Regions from separate parts of the Danio rerio genome. Here all the other regions are linked to region 1. Evidence: chromatin contacts called from public HiCAR-type and HiChIP or PLAC-seq data. All regions are on one chromosome and are shown on one strand. The core of a region is the stretch at or near the end of the contact, and the rest is flanking DNA. Distances in the headings are between cores, read along the strand shown. Region 1 holds the start of tax1bp1a (Tax1 (human T-cell leukemia virus type I) binding protein 1a). Region 2 holds the start of hoxa1a (homeobox A1a). Region 3 holds the start of hoxa9a (homeobox A9a).

Region 1 (4,167 bases), core at 1,160-3,659:
GGATGTGGTGTGATGAAAGGAGTGAGTGTGTAATGACATTCAAGAGCTGCCTGAGGGAGGAAGCTTTTCCCAACATTCTGGAAGATGACATGGGCGAAGTTGGATGTCTCCATGACAACACTTCCTCCTCCACCTGCAGATGCTCCCACGTTACAGGATGACGACATCGTAAGTGATCTAGGAATGCCTGTGACTGTTCTACCTGGAAGCAGAAGGAATGAAGATTGTGAAGCAATTCTGTTTAATTTACACATTCACACAAGGTAAAACATTCAATTAAATGATCATTACTGCAGAATACACCCCAATAGATATTTTATTTATATATTATTCTGCATTTTTGCTGCTAACTACAAATTAATAAATCAATGCATATTAAATATTAATTATATTCTCCTGTTTTACTCGTAAAAACCAAAATCCATGCACAGCTATTTAGAAATTATTGGTTTCACAGAAACAAAGATGGTTGACGCAGTGGCGCAGTAGGTAGTGCTGTCGCTGATTAGCAAAAAGGTCGCTGGTTTGAGCAGTTGGCATGGATCAGTTGGCGTTTCTGTGTGGAGTTTGCATGTTCTCCGTGCGTATGCATGGGTTTTCTTCGGGTGCTCCGGTTTCCGCCACAGTCCAAAGACATGCGGTACAGGTGAATTGGGAAGGCTAAATTGTCCTTAGTATATGAGAGTGAAAGGGTATGTATGGATGTTTCCCAGAGATGGGTTGCGGCTGGAAGGATATCCGAGGCATGAAACGTGCAGGATAAGTTGGCGGTTCATTCCGCTGTGGCGACCAGGAATTAATAAAGGGACTAAGTCGAAAAGAAAATGAATGAATGAGAAAAAAAGATGAATTATTAGACCTTGTCCCGTTTTTATACTTCATCATTTATTATGATTAACCTATAAGAATGGTGGTGCGGTAGTGTAGTGAGTAGCACTGTCGCCTCATAGCAAGATGGTCGCTGGTTCGAGCCTTGGCTGGATCAGTTGGTGTTTCTGTTTGCACGTTCTCCCCATATTTGCGTGGGTTTCCTGGTTTCCCCTCACAGATCCAAAGACATGCGGTATAGGTGAATTGGGTAGGCCAAAATGTTTGTAGTGAATGAGTGTGTTTGGGTGTTTCCCAGTGATGGGTTGCAGCTGGAAGGGCATCCACTGCGTAAAACATATGCTGGATAAGTTGGCAGTTCATTCTGATGGTGAGTCCCGATTGATAAAGGGACTAAGCCAAAAATTTAATGAATGAATGAATGAATGAACCTATAAGAATCAAGTATTATAAAAATTGTCTACATAAATCTACATTTTAAGTATCTTCTGATTAATTTTAATTTCTGATATGCATGTTTAAATTCTTAGTTCATAGTGTTACTTTAAAAGTTTAAAAATATTGGCGTATGAAAGTCTAACATTCTCTCAAAGTTTTGAATGAATATTCTTCATGTCGCCTTTATGTTTTTGAGGATAAATGTTTAGTAATAATATTGAATATTGAATATTTTACGTTGTCTATGGTACTTTGCCTAAAACATTGCAGCTGAACGAATCTTAGAATGTTCAGAAAACATAACGTTCCCATGTTGGTTGCAAATTATAAAATGGAAAGTTTCCTCAGCATTAATCAAAACAAGAAAAATCTTGTTTAACATATTTTTTAAACATGTAGAAAAGCAGACGTTTACAAAGAGCATTCAGAAAACGTAAAAAGGATGTTATGAAAATGTTATTAGGACATATTTACCTTAGCTAAAACTGTAATGTATAGAAATGGTTTATAAATGAGCTGCATAAGGAAGACCTGCCCTAGTTCAGGCTGGATGGGGCGATGCCGAGTAGGCCTGTATTCATGGAACTGCTGATGGTGCTGTCATCCCTTTCCAGGCCTTTATCGTCGACAGCTAATTTATTTTACAATAATATATATATTCCACCCGAACTGACGATACAAAAGCTTAAAAACGTACTATTCTTTGTCTTACTGAAACATGTCTGTTTTAACCGAAAGGTAGCCTACTGTATATGCAGTTTCTCTTGAATTATGTTGCTAAATAACAAGCCACTGCGGGTTTTAATGATAGTTGCACTAAACGTATAGTAAAATGCGTTCCTTTTCCTATATTATACGCCAAAATTATTACTGCCGGTGACCTTAGAGAATGAGCTAATGAAATGAGTTTTAATCTCTTCACTGCAATCCCAGCCCTAAATACATTGCGATAACAAGCACGCAATTACAAATTCTGTTTCCAAAATTGTCACTATAAATATACAAGTCATCGCTGAATAAATCTATTATACCTGTAATCCATGTTAACTTGAAGATCTGATAACTCTTGTTGTTTAGATTGCTAGTCAACGCAGACTGAGAGCGTCCCTGTCATAAAACTGAACCGGGTGTCAACATGTTTTGGGACCTAGATACGTCATGAAACTTCCGGTAGGTCGCGCTCTGTGATTGGTTTATTTATTCATGTCACAGATATTCTTGTACTACCATTGGTTAGTGGTGAACCCCCACAAAAGAGCGATGGGTCCGACTCTTTCGAGCGAATCTGTGTCCTCTCGAACACTATGCGGTTAAAAGAGACCCCGGTTCACCTTGAATGTTTTACTTGTAAGCTAAGATTCAGTTCGTGAGAGAATCATTTCAGTTCACTTCTAAGGTTTAAAAGGACGATTCGTTTACGAGTTAGTTATTGCTTCATTAAAACATATAAATAGAAAATGCTAAGCGTACACTATCATGGAACTATATGGAAACTGTGATTGAATTGAAAATTGGAACAGTTTAATCAATGAAATGCGTTTTTTATACATTGAATCGAGTATAATGTATGAAAAGCGAGGGTAGAAAATGTAATGCAATTATCGAGCAAAGCAAACAGATCATTTATAAGGCCTCACAAACAGTTGTAGAATTGTTGTTTCATATAAGTTGAATAACGTTACGAGACGAATTAAAGATCTTTAAACAATTTTACAACAGAAAAGAGAACTTCAGAAACCTTATTCATGTACTAGGAAAGGGTCTTTGTATTTTTTCATTTGTTTAGCAACTGTGTTTTGGATTCGGAGCAAAGTGTGGTTGTTCTCCTTTAAGCGCAAGGACAACAAGTTCATACAGTGACCATACATTCGCTTAGAAGTCAAAAACGTCTAGCCATTCTTAATCTTTTAAGTAGTATCTCCTTAATTCTATTCAAAGAAATCACAGCATGAATGCGGGGAGAAACTCCATGATATCTGAACGACGATCTCGATCTAATTGGTTGATAATCAAATCCGTATCAGTGATTGGTGGAAGGGAGATGTCAGTCATAGGACCCGCCCCCTGTGTTCCTGACTCGTACACAACTGTCTCTAGGCGCTGAGGTCAAGGGGAATAAGCATGGCCGCTTTGTTTAGAGGGTATCGGAATTTTTATAAAAGAAGCAATAAACATGTGGAGCTCATATTGGGTAGGTCATTTCCTCATTAATCGTCTGTTGACAGACTAAGTTGATAAATACGCCGTTAATGTTATTGCAAAGAGTAACTTGGTTCGGGAATTTAGATTTTTCTTTTTTTTTTATTTTGTTGTCAGTTTTGTGCACATACGTGGAGTATGCTTGAGCATGTCTGTAGAAATATATGATCAGGCATTGTGCACAATATGCAATGCACTGTTTACTTTTTAAGCAATACAAGTTGTGCAATCCAGTTGGGGTTTAGGAGCTCATAGCTTGCATATTATAGTTAAAATGTTTCTTAAACTGTAAACTATTAACCATTTCAATGTTTTAAGTATCTATTTTAAAAATCTACCTTTTTAACAAGTTTAGAATGCAATTAAGCTTTTATGTCACTTAAGTTTTCATATGGCAAATATTTTATTATGTGCTTAACCTAATAACTCCATGAATTAGATTTATTTTATACTTGACTTTAACTTATACTGTCATTGATTTTTACATGATCCCTTTAGTAAGCTCCTTATCTCAGGTCTTTTAATTCATATGGTGAGAAAACATCTCATGTATAATTGAATTTGTGGCAATAATTGCCGATGTTTTTAATCACAATGGTATTATCAGGATGCTGACATATGCTGCTAAAGGCTTATTAAAATTATAATAACAAAAAGCAAGTACTTTTTGTTTGCTTGTTTGTTTGATGTAAAACATCTTTC
Region 2 (4,167 bases), core at 439-2,938, 190 kb after region 1:
AAATTGTGAGCTGCGGAATTACTAAAACTGTACAATTAATCCTAATACATTTGTTATCACTCAAACTCCTAAAACTTTTCAAATGTTGCAATTTATGAAGCAAAACTGTTCAAACGTGTCTCCTTCGCCAAAGTTGGGCTCTTTGTCTCGTACTCTTTTCTCTGCATCGTCAGGAAATACCGAGGAGGATGTTTCTTTTCATGAAACGAACTCATAAATCAAAGTCTTCTAGAAAAGCTGACAGCATCCAGACAATCAGTGTCTGTGAAAATCTGCCCAAATACGTATTTCATTCACCGCTTATCAATATAACGATTTTGGATTCAGCGCAACCCACGTGGACGGATAATAATAATTAATCTTTTTATTGGCGTTTTACACCCCGTCATTAGGATTACACAAAACACTCATACAACATATTTCACTGCACGTCCTCCCCAATTTGTCTTAGTCTTTTTGCTTTTTGTCCTGATTGAAATAACGTTACAAATGTTTATAATGTCTTTATTGAAGATGTTTTAAAATGCTTTTTTTCGTATGAATAAACAAATATTTAATCAACTACAATAGTTTTTATTTTTAGATATTTTTCCCCACATCTAACAGAGTGAACATTTGGCCACTAAGTGGTTCTACAGTTTTTATAAACTATGACTCCATTTCATTTAAGTACATTACACTTTATATTTATGCTGTTATTTTTTCTTGCCTTATTTGTCAGGCTTGTTGCTGTAAAAAAAATAGTGGCATAAGAAATACTAGGCCGTAGTAAGCTTGTGTAAAGCGCCATTTTGAAAAAAGAAAAAAGGTATAAAAATGTCCAATTTCCTCCAGAGGGGGCGCGTGTCTCCTCTGCTCCACATAGGATTGTGGATAAAATACATCGTCTTCCCTGTGATTATTGATCAGTCTGTGAATACTAATCACAAAATAGCATTCAGCAAAAACAGAAATCCCGCTAATGTATTTATTTCAACATGTAAGTTCTTAGTTCCAAGTAAGTTCCAAGTCCTTAGTTCCTTGCTGCTTAATGTTGACAGTTAGCATACATAGACATAGGCTAAATAGCTTATAGCAGTAATAAATATACAGTGGGCTACAGCCAATGTTTTTATCAAGTAGCTAAGCCTAACGTATTAAAAAACAACAAATATAACTGTGCTGGCTACACCGAAAAAATAACAATACGATGAGTGGTAGTCAGTTTATCATTTTTATACACTTACTAAGTTGACGAAAGCCGATACACTAGAGCCTATAGCTGATAGGATATTGCTACCCGAATTGTGAACCAGAAAAAGATACTAACTTTACATAATTTCTTTGTGGTTTTGAGATCATCTTACCTGAAGCATTTCTTTAAAAAAAATCCACACACCGAGAAGCTGATGCTGCCGGGACGCTGTCTGTGAGACAACGTCCCTCTTAGCGTATCTGCCAGCGAATCTATCCTTTCAGCAGAAGTAAAGGTGGGCCTACGTAACGTTGATGGACAAGAGGTCGGCATTTGCATAAGCCTGGTCTTTAACGACAACCTGTCAGTGCAAGGCCACTTAAGATCAAGATGAGACAGCACAACTGATCACTGGCTGACCCAGCCCACGTGACTGTCACTGGTCATTCATATCACTAGCGCCCGAACACCTCCAATCCACGACTGATTGAAGGAGGCAGAAGGGTGCCTCGGCTCAACCCAGGGTGAATGGTGCGACGTTAATCAGTTCCGGGCCCAAAGTTCTGTCAGTGTGGCAACCACGAGCTGAGACGCCCAAGAAGATGACACAATGAGCACATTCTTAGATTTTTCGTCCATAAGTGGTGGTGGAGATGGAGGTAGCGGGGGCTCGTGCTCAGTCAGGGCGTTCCACGGTGATCACGGACTTTCAACATTCCAATCGTCGTGTGCTGTTAGGTTAAATAGCTGCAGTGGAGATGAACGGTTCATGTCCAATATATCGTCACAAGATGTAATTAACTCTCAGCCACAACAGGCCGGCTCGTACCAGTCCCCCGGGACTTTGTCAATTACCTACAGCGCCCATCCAAGTTATGGAACTCAAAGTTTTTGCACTGGATACAATCACTATGCCCTAAATCAGGACGTGGAATCGTCTGTGAGCTTTCCCCAGTGTGGCCCGTTAGTTTACTCTGGAAATATTTCTTCCACTGTTGTGCAGCACCGTCATCATCGTCATGGTTACAGTAGCGGAAACGTTCACCTCCATGGCCAGTTCCAGTACGGCTCAGCCACATATGGTAATAGTTCGGATCAGGCAAACCTTACGTTTGTGGCGGGCTGCTCAAATCCGCTTTCCCCTCTGCATGTGCCTCATCATGATGCTTGTTGTTCACCTCTATCAGATGGCGTGCCCACGGGACAGACATTTGACTGGATGAAGGTTAAACGCAACCCGCCAAAAACAGGTGAGTGACTTAAATTTTACAAGTCGTAATTATTTTTTCTCCCGATACGGAATACAAGTCCTGACTTAATATTGCATGTCCAACACTGGTTACATAAACATCTGAAGAAACCTAAGATATGGGACTTGACATAACAATATAGCCTAGTATGCATACACACATTCATTTATTCTTCTTTTCATTCTCTCTCTTAAGGAAAAGCTGGGGAGTATGGATTTGGTGGGCAGCCAAACACTGTACGCACCAATTTTTCGACAAAACAGCTGACAGAGCTTGAAAAGGAGTTTCATTTCAATAAGTACTTGACTCGCGCAAGGCGCGTGGAGATCGCGGCTTCTCTCCAATTGAATGAGACTCAGGTGAAGATATGGTTTCAAAATCGCCGTATGAAACAAAAGAAGCGCGAAAAGGAAGGTCTTTTGCCGAAATCTTTGTCCGAACAGAAAGATGGTCTCGAAAAAACAGAGGATGCATCTGAAAAGTCGCCCTCTGCACCATCCACGCCCTCTCCTTCACCAACTGTTGAGGCATACTCCTCTAATTAAACAGCTTTCACATTTGTTCTTTCAAATTGTAAACAATAATGCAAAATTGTTTGTGACTTGTCTTATGGTTATTTGTACATCATGTTTTAACATAAGTGGAAGAGTGTTTTAGCGACCAACCGTTTCTAACTCGACCATTTTGATCACTCATTGTTTATCTGTGCACTATTTATGTTAATGTGAAATAACTGTTAATTGTCTTGGGCACTTTGTCAAGCACCTGGATAGAAAGAAGTGGCTTGTGCATTTTTGTGCACAGTAATAACAAATGCTGCACTTTTACGCGCGTCTTAGTTTGAACTTGTAAACCACTTGTCAAAATGTCTACCTCAAGAACCGAAGGAAATAGTGCAATATATTTAGGGGATGCATTACTAGTGAATCTGTTAAATCTTTCGGGAAATAGTGTCTGTAATTGACAAATTCTCTGGACGATGCAAAGTGTTGTTAATTCTTGTGTTGTGAGTTTTGCAGCATACGCAATTGTCTGAAGTTGTTCTCCGGTGATGCTGAGTTTTATCAGTCGGAATTAAAGTTTCCTTTAATTTAGAAATGCGTTAGAAAAAGATCAAGATACGGGTGAAATCATGTGATAATTAAAATGTATCTTATAAGTACAATTTATTCAAATACTGTATTACTTTTGATGGTTCTAATGTCTGTCAACCCTCACAGAAACAACTAACTCTAAAACACTGCTGACAATCTGTCTTAAAAATTTAAACCAGCAATCTAAGCACTATTATTTAATATTTAAATATACATTTTGTGGAATGAACTGTTAAGTTTGATTTATCGATTGCTTGTTTGCAGTCTTAAATCCACCAATAACTAGCTCTCTGCCTCCGTAACTGATATATGCGTCCGCGTGTGGTTCTTTCCTCAGGGACGAAGTGATATTGGCACATTAAGCATGTTTATCCACGATAGAAGATGCGCAATGCTGTCACCGTTATTCGCGGTGACAACCCTATTGACCTGTTAGTTTATCGAAGAGAAACAAAAAACATGACGATCGATTAAATCATCTCAACTATCAAACAAGAATGAGTCGGTCTGACCCCATCAGTGTTGATGGGATGTCTGACTCATGTTGCAGCTTAGTTTGCTTTACAAAGCTGGGAGCGGGGAAGTAGGATAACAATATCTTGATCTGAATAAAATAACACGGGTGTCAAAATAGGTTCCTCAGTCCTCA
Region 3 (4,167 bases), core at 711-3,210, 150 kb after region 1:
AATAGGCGCCCGTGATAAAACGCGACCGTGTTAACAAACACCCCTGTGCAGTTTATGGCTTATATGGTCATGCTGTTTCCGTCTTTTTCTCTTTCTCCCCTCTATTTATGAAAGTAGTGGCGTTTCCTGCTGTAAAATTGTGAAATCCAGTGAAATGTCTTTCTGTTTATCACTGATGAATAACTAAACTGTGTGAACAAATATTTGTTTCTGAATAATATTTGTTATAAGAGCCGATGCAGGTTTGATATTTTGTGTACTAATATGGCTGTTGAGAATAATATTCAAACAAGCTAAAATATCGTTATTTTATTTTAATTTACAAACATTTTGCATTCTAAAAGGAAAGTTCAGAAATCATGTTAAATTTGTTTGCATGTGCCATTAATTAAATTGTGTATTCTTTTTGTTCCCTATGATTTATATAAGCGACATAAATAGGACACACTTTGCAATAAGGTTTTATTAGTTGAAGTATTTACTATTAATCACTGCTTATCATTTACTAATGCATTTTTAAAATCTAAATGCACTGTGCACTGTTAATGCACTGTGAGTTAAAATAAACAATGAAAAACCTTATTTCCATTAACTCTAACAAAAAATAAATAACTTGTAATAAACGTTTTGTTGATTGAATACATTAACTAATGAAATCGTACTGTGAAGTGGTACACAGAAATGTACTCAATTTATCTCCAATTTTTTTTTTTTTTTTTGCAGTGTTTAAATTTACGTGTAACGACACATTACACTGATTAGTTGTTTTGTGTTACAATTACACTGAGTGTTGTTATTAAAATACCTAAAATAAAATGTATTTATGCTACTCTATTAATACTAATAATTAATAAAATAAAATTCCGTGTAACAATTTGACATTATTGTAGCCTAGTTTCGATCTAGGCTAACTATTGGTAGCTAATATATTTATTTCCAAATTAGCTTCCATATTCTTGTATAGCTTACTTCTGTTTTAACTTATGCTCAGCCAAACGTGTATTGTAGTATTCTCATTGATATCGAACATTTTGTAATAATGTACTCTTCAAGAGTATAATTTTCGCGCATAAAGAACGCACGTTTATTTAGATACTATTTACATTTTAAAATCAGTCTTCCTATTGTGATTTGATTTTTTAAAATTCTTTAACATCGACCAAACAATAATTATAGTATTATTGTTGTTGTGCAGGTTCTTTGGATTATTAAATTATTATTCACAAAACTCAGTTTTTATTTAAATAAATGTTTATTTAAAAAAATGTACCTAGTGGTTGGTTTTTGTCCATGGTTTATAAAATGTTATTTTATTTTAAAACGGGTAGAACCAACCTGGAATTTTGTGTATTGCCTATATAGCAGTAGGCGCCCATGCTGTTGACTTTGCTGACCATGTTCATTTGCAAACAATTTTTTTTTTCATGTACATAAAATAAAAATATATATTGAATTGGAATACTTTTGTTTTTATTGCCAAATCTAAAAGAAGTATATACATAAACAGGTATCTCAGATAAATGTATGATTGTTTACAGTAGTCTACATTCTGTCAAAATATCCGGTCCGTGTTGGTCTGCGGTAAGGTTGTGCGAATTTAGTTAATTTATGTCAGACAGAGCGTAAAATTTTGTAAACGATGCAACATTTAGATTGTGCTTCTATTGTCCTATCCAATAAATGAGAGAACATTTCCTTCTTTTTAGATGGTTAATTTCTCAACGATATTCTTGTCTTAATTATGTCCCATTTGTTAATTGTTTCCACTGGATAGAAATGTTTTTTTTTCAGTTATTAAAATCTGAGTTTTTTTTCTTTTTTTTATTTGATCGATTTTCCCCCGTACCAGTGGTCACGTGGTCACTTCACCCAATCAAATGGCACTTTGCTCTCAACTTATTATCTGACTGGGGCTTTGAGAGGGGGAAGTTGCCTCTCCATTTTCACATATTGCTATTTTGTGAGTGTGTCACTGTATGTGTGTGTTATTTTTAATGTGTGTGTGTGTGTGTGTGTGCATGAGAGAGCGCTCCTGCCATGTCGACATCCGGAGCTTTGACAGGATACTACGTTGACTCTATTGTTATACCGGGCAGCGAGGAGACTCGCTTCTCCTCGGGTTTAGGGCTTATTCAGCACAGGCCAACCATTCTACCTGCAGACCTTTCAGACCTCGGCCCCTGCACATTCCCGGCAAAGCAACCCGTTTATGGTACCTCAGATTGGGGGCACATCCCAACGCACTTCTCCACTGGTGTACCGTCAGTATATCAGCCCCATGCGCAACCTCCAGTAGTTGGGGATTATGTGCAGTCTTGGCTCTTGGATTCTGCATGTGGGTTACCTCAAACTGAGCCACCGACGGTTAATCACAATCATGCCAAATCCGATACGAATGAAACGAATGATGACGGCACGGAATACAGTCCGCATACTATACTACAGCCTGAAGTCTTCACAAACGGAGGATGTTCTACCAAAACAGAAGCAGAATCTAGCCGAACTGCTGAAAAGAGTGGCGACATCGAGGGGAAACCGGGCGCTGATCCAGGTAAGCTGACCAAATTGTCGGATATATAAGTACAATGATATCAATTTATAGTACTTTTGATAATGTGATGTCACGATTCTCATGTAGTTGCCTTCTGTAAAATAGTTCGAACTATTTTGCTAAACATTAGATTTGGGATTGTAACAAGCGTGGGAGATTTGTTTGACTAACTGTGATTTATGCAGCTGCCTGGATTTTAAATATATATAAATTTTAAAATGAATGAAAGAAAGAACATTGCTGCTCGCTTATAATTTCGATACCCTCATTCCCTTCCCTCTACCTTTTCCCAGAAAACCCTGTGTCCAACTGGCTTCATGCGAGCTCGACGCGTAAAAAACGCTGTCCTTATACTAAGCACCAGATCCTCGAGCTGGAGAAAGAGTTTTTATTTAACACTTACCTCACGCGCGACCGGCGATACGAAGTCGCCCGTCTACTGAACCTCACGGAGAGACAGGTCAAAATTTGGTTCCAAAACCGCAGGATGAAGATGAAAAAGTTCAACAAAAATGAAACGAAGGAAGACTAAGACTAAAGCACTTCATGTAGGTGAGGATGAGAGATGATCCATCCTGTTACTGAATTTATTTTGTTGTGGGATTTTACGTTAGATTTTGTGTCCTTTTTTAAGTAGCCTAAATTATAAATGTCTTAAAGCATGCTGGGATCAAGTTGTTTCATAAGTAAATTTGACTGTTTGTTTGTCGTAATTGGTTTCATGTTAAGGCACAACTTCCTTTAGTTTGTTTTTCGACGCAGGTTTGAATATTAAAAAAAAAACGGTATTATTCAGGTTAGATTTTTTAAGGAATGAATGAACGTTGAATCCAACTGTGCTATCCCCTTCGGTTTTAGATTAGTATATTGTATATCAGCGTTGCATATTTCAGACGCTAATTAGCTAATAATGTAGCTTTAGACCGAGGATTTTAAGTTCATGCATTTCTGCAAAGATTTACAAAATGTGGCCTAAGAACTGGCTTTTGTAATGTCATTACCACTACCTATAGTCACTTCACTGCCTTTTTTTATTCGAACAAATTTTTCATGCCATATCAACAGATATGATATTGGATGAAGTTTACGAACTTCAGGGAACAAGTGAAACATGAACAGTAGATACAAAAGTATTGTAGGCAACTATACAAATACCTCATGGTCTGTTGACCTTCATTGCGTTTTTTTTATTTGTTTTTATTTGTTTACATTTCTTAGATGTATTCTGTGATTTTATTTATTGAATAATAAAAGCATTTCATATCTCCAAATATGTCTGCCTTAAATTTTGTAGTCTGTTTTATATTTTTAATAGCATTTACGTTGAAAAAAATATGTAATACGTTACTTGTAAATGTAAGGTTTTATAGATTGTTTTATGCTTGTGTTTTTTGAATACATGTGCATTCTGTAACATGAGAAAAATAAATGTATTGAATTTAAATTAGGTAGAATTATTGTCCAGTTATATTTCTTTTCTTTTATTGAATTTTATCTATTTTTTTATTTTTTATTTTTTGCTTTGTGTGCTATGTAAGCATAAACGAAGAGATTCATTACATTTTTATGATGAGAGCTATTTTGGAAGAAACGTGAACGCCTTCAGAGGTATTAAA

Evidence for each region. HiCAR-type assays count read pairs that join an accessible place to other places. HiChIP or PLAC-seq counts read pairs in DNA pulled down with a chosen protein or histone mark.
Region 2: a contact with region 1 is called in an H3K4me3 HiChIP or PLAC-seq map of gastrula embryo, with 4 times the contacts expected there. The contact joins the promoter of hoxa1a here to the promoter of tax1bp1a in region 1. A contact is called at or near these places in 2 of 4 datasets of contacts at active chromatin or transcription factors (embryo and gastrula embryo).
Region 3: a HiCAR-type map of caudal fin shows a contact between it and region 1, with 4 times the contacts expected there. The contact joins the promoter of hoxa9a here to the promoter of tax1bp1a in region 1. A contact is called at or near these places in 2 of 18 Hi-C or Micro-C datasets (caudal fin and hematopoietic stem cells) and 1 of 4 datasets of contacts at active chromatin or transcription factors (caudal fin).

What each region holds. Positions count from the first base shown.
Region 1 is chr19:21,855,892-21,860,058 of GRCz12tu, forward strand. tax1bp1a (Tax1 (human T-cell leukemia virus type I) binding protein 1a) reads right to left here and starts at 2,410. Exons shown (of 17, transcript NM_001346178.1): 1 at 2,298-2,410; 2 at 1-202. The coding sequence starts at 167. hibadha (3-hydroxyisobutyrate dehydrogenase a) reads left to right here and starts at 3,369. Exons shown (of 8, transcript NM_001003646.2): 1 at 3,369-3,457. The coding sequence starts at 3,388.
Region 2 is chr19:22,044,019-22,048,185 of GRCz12tu, forward strand. hoxa1a (homeobox A1a) reads left to right here and starts at 1,689. Exons shown (of 2, transcript NM_131536.2): 1 at 1,689-2,424; 2 at 2,620-2,991. The coding sequence starts at 1,785. The coding sequence ends at 2,969. It also overlaps a transcript of evx1 not described here.
Region 3 is chr19:22,007,553-22,011,719 of GRCz12tu, forward strand. It overlaps hoxa9a (homeobox A9a), which reads left to right and starts at 1,961. Exons shown (of 2, transcript NM_131532.2): 1 at 1,961-2,551; 2 at 2,845-3,999. The coding sequence starts at 2,038. The coding sequence ends at 3,083. It also overlaps a transcript of evx1 not described here.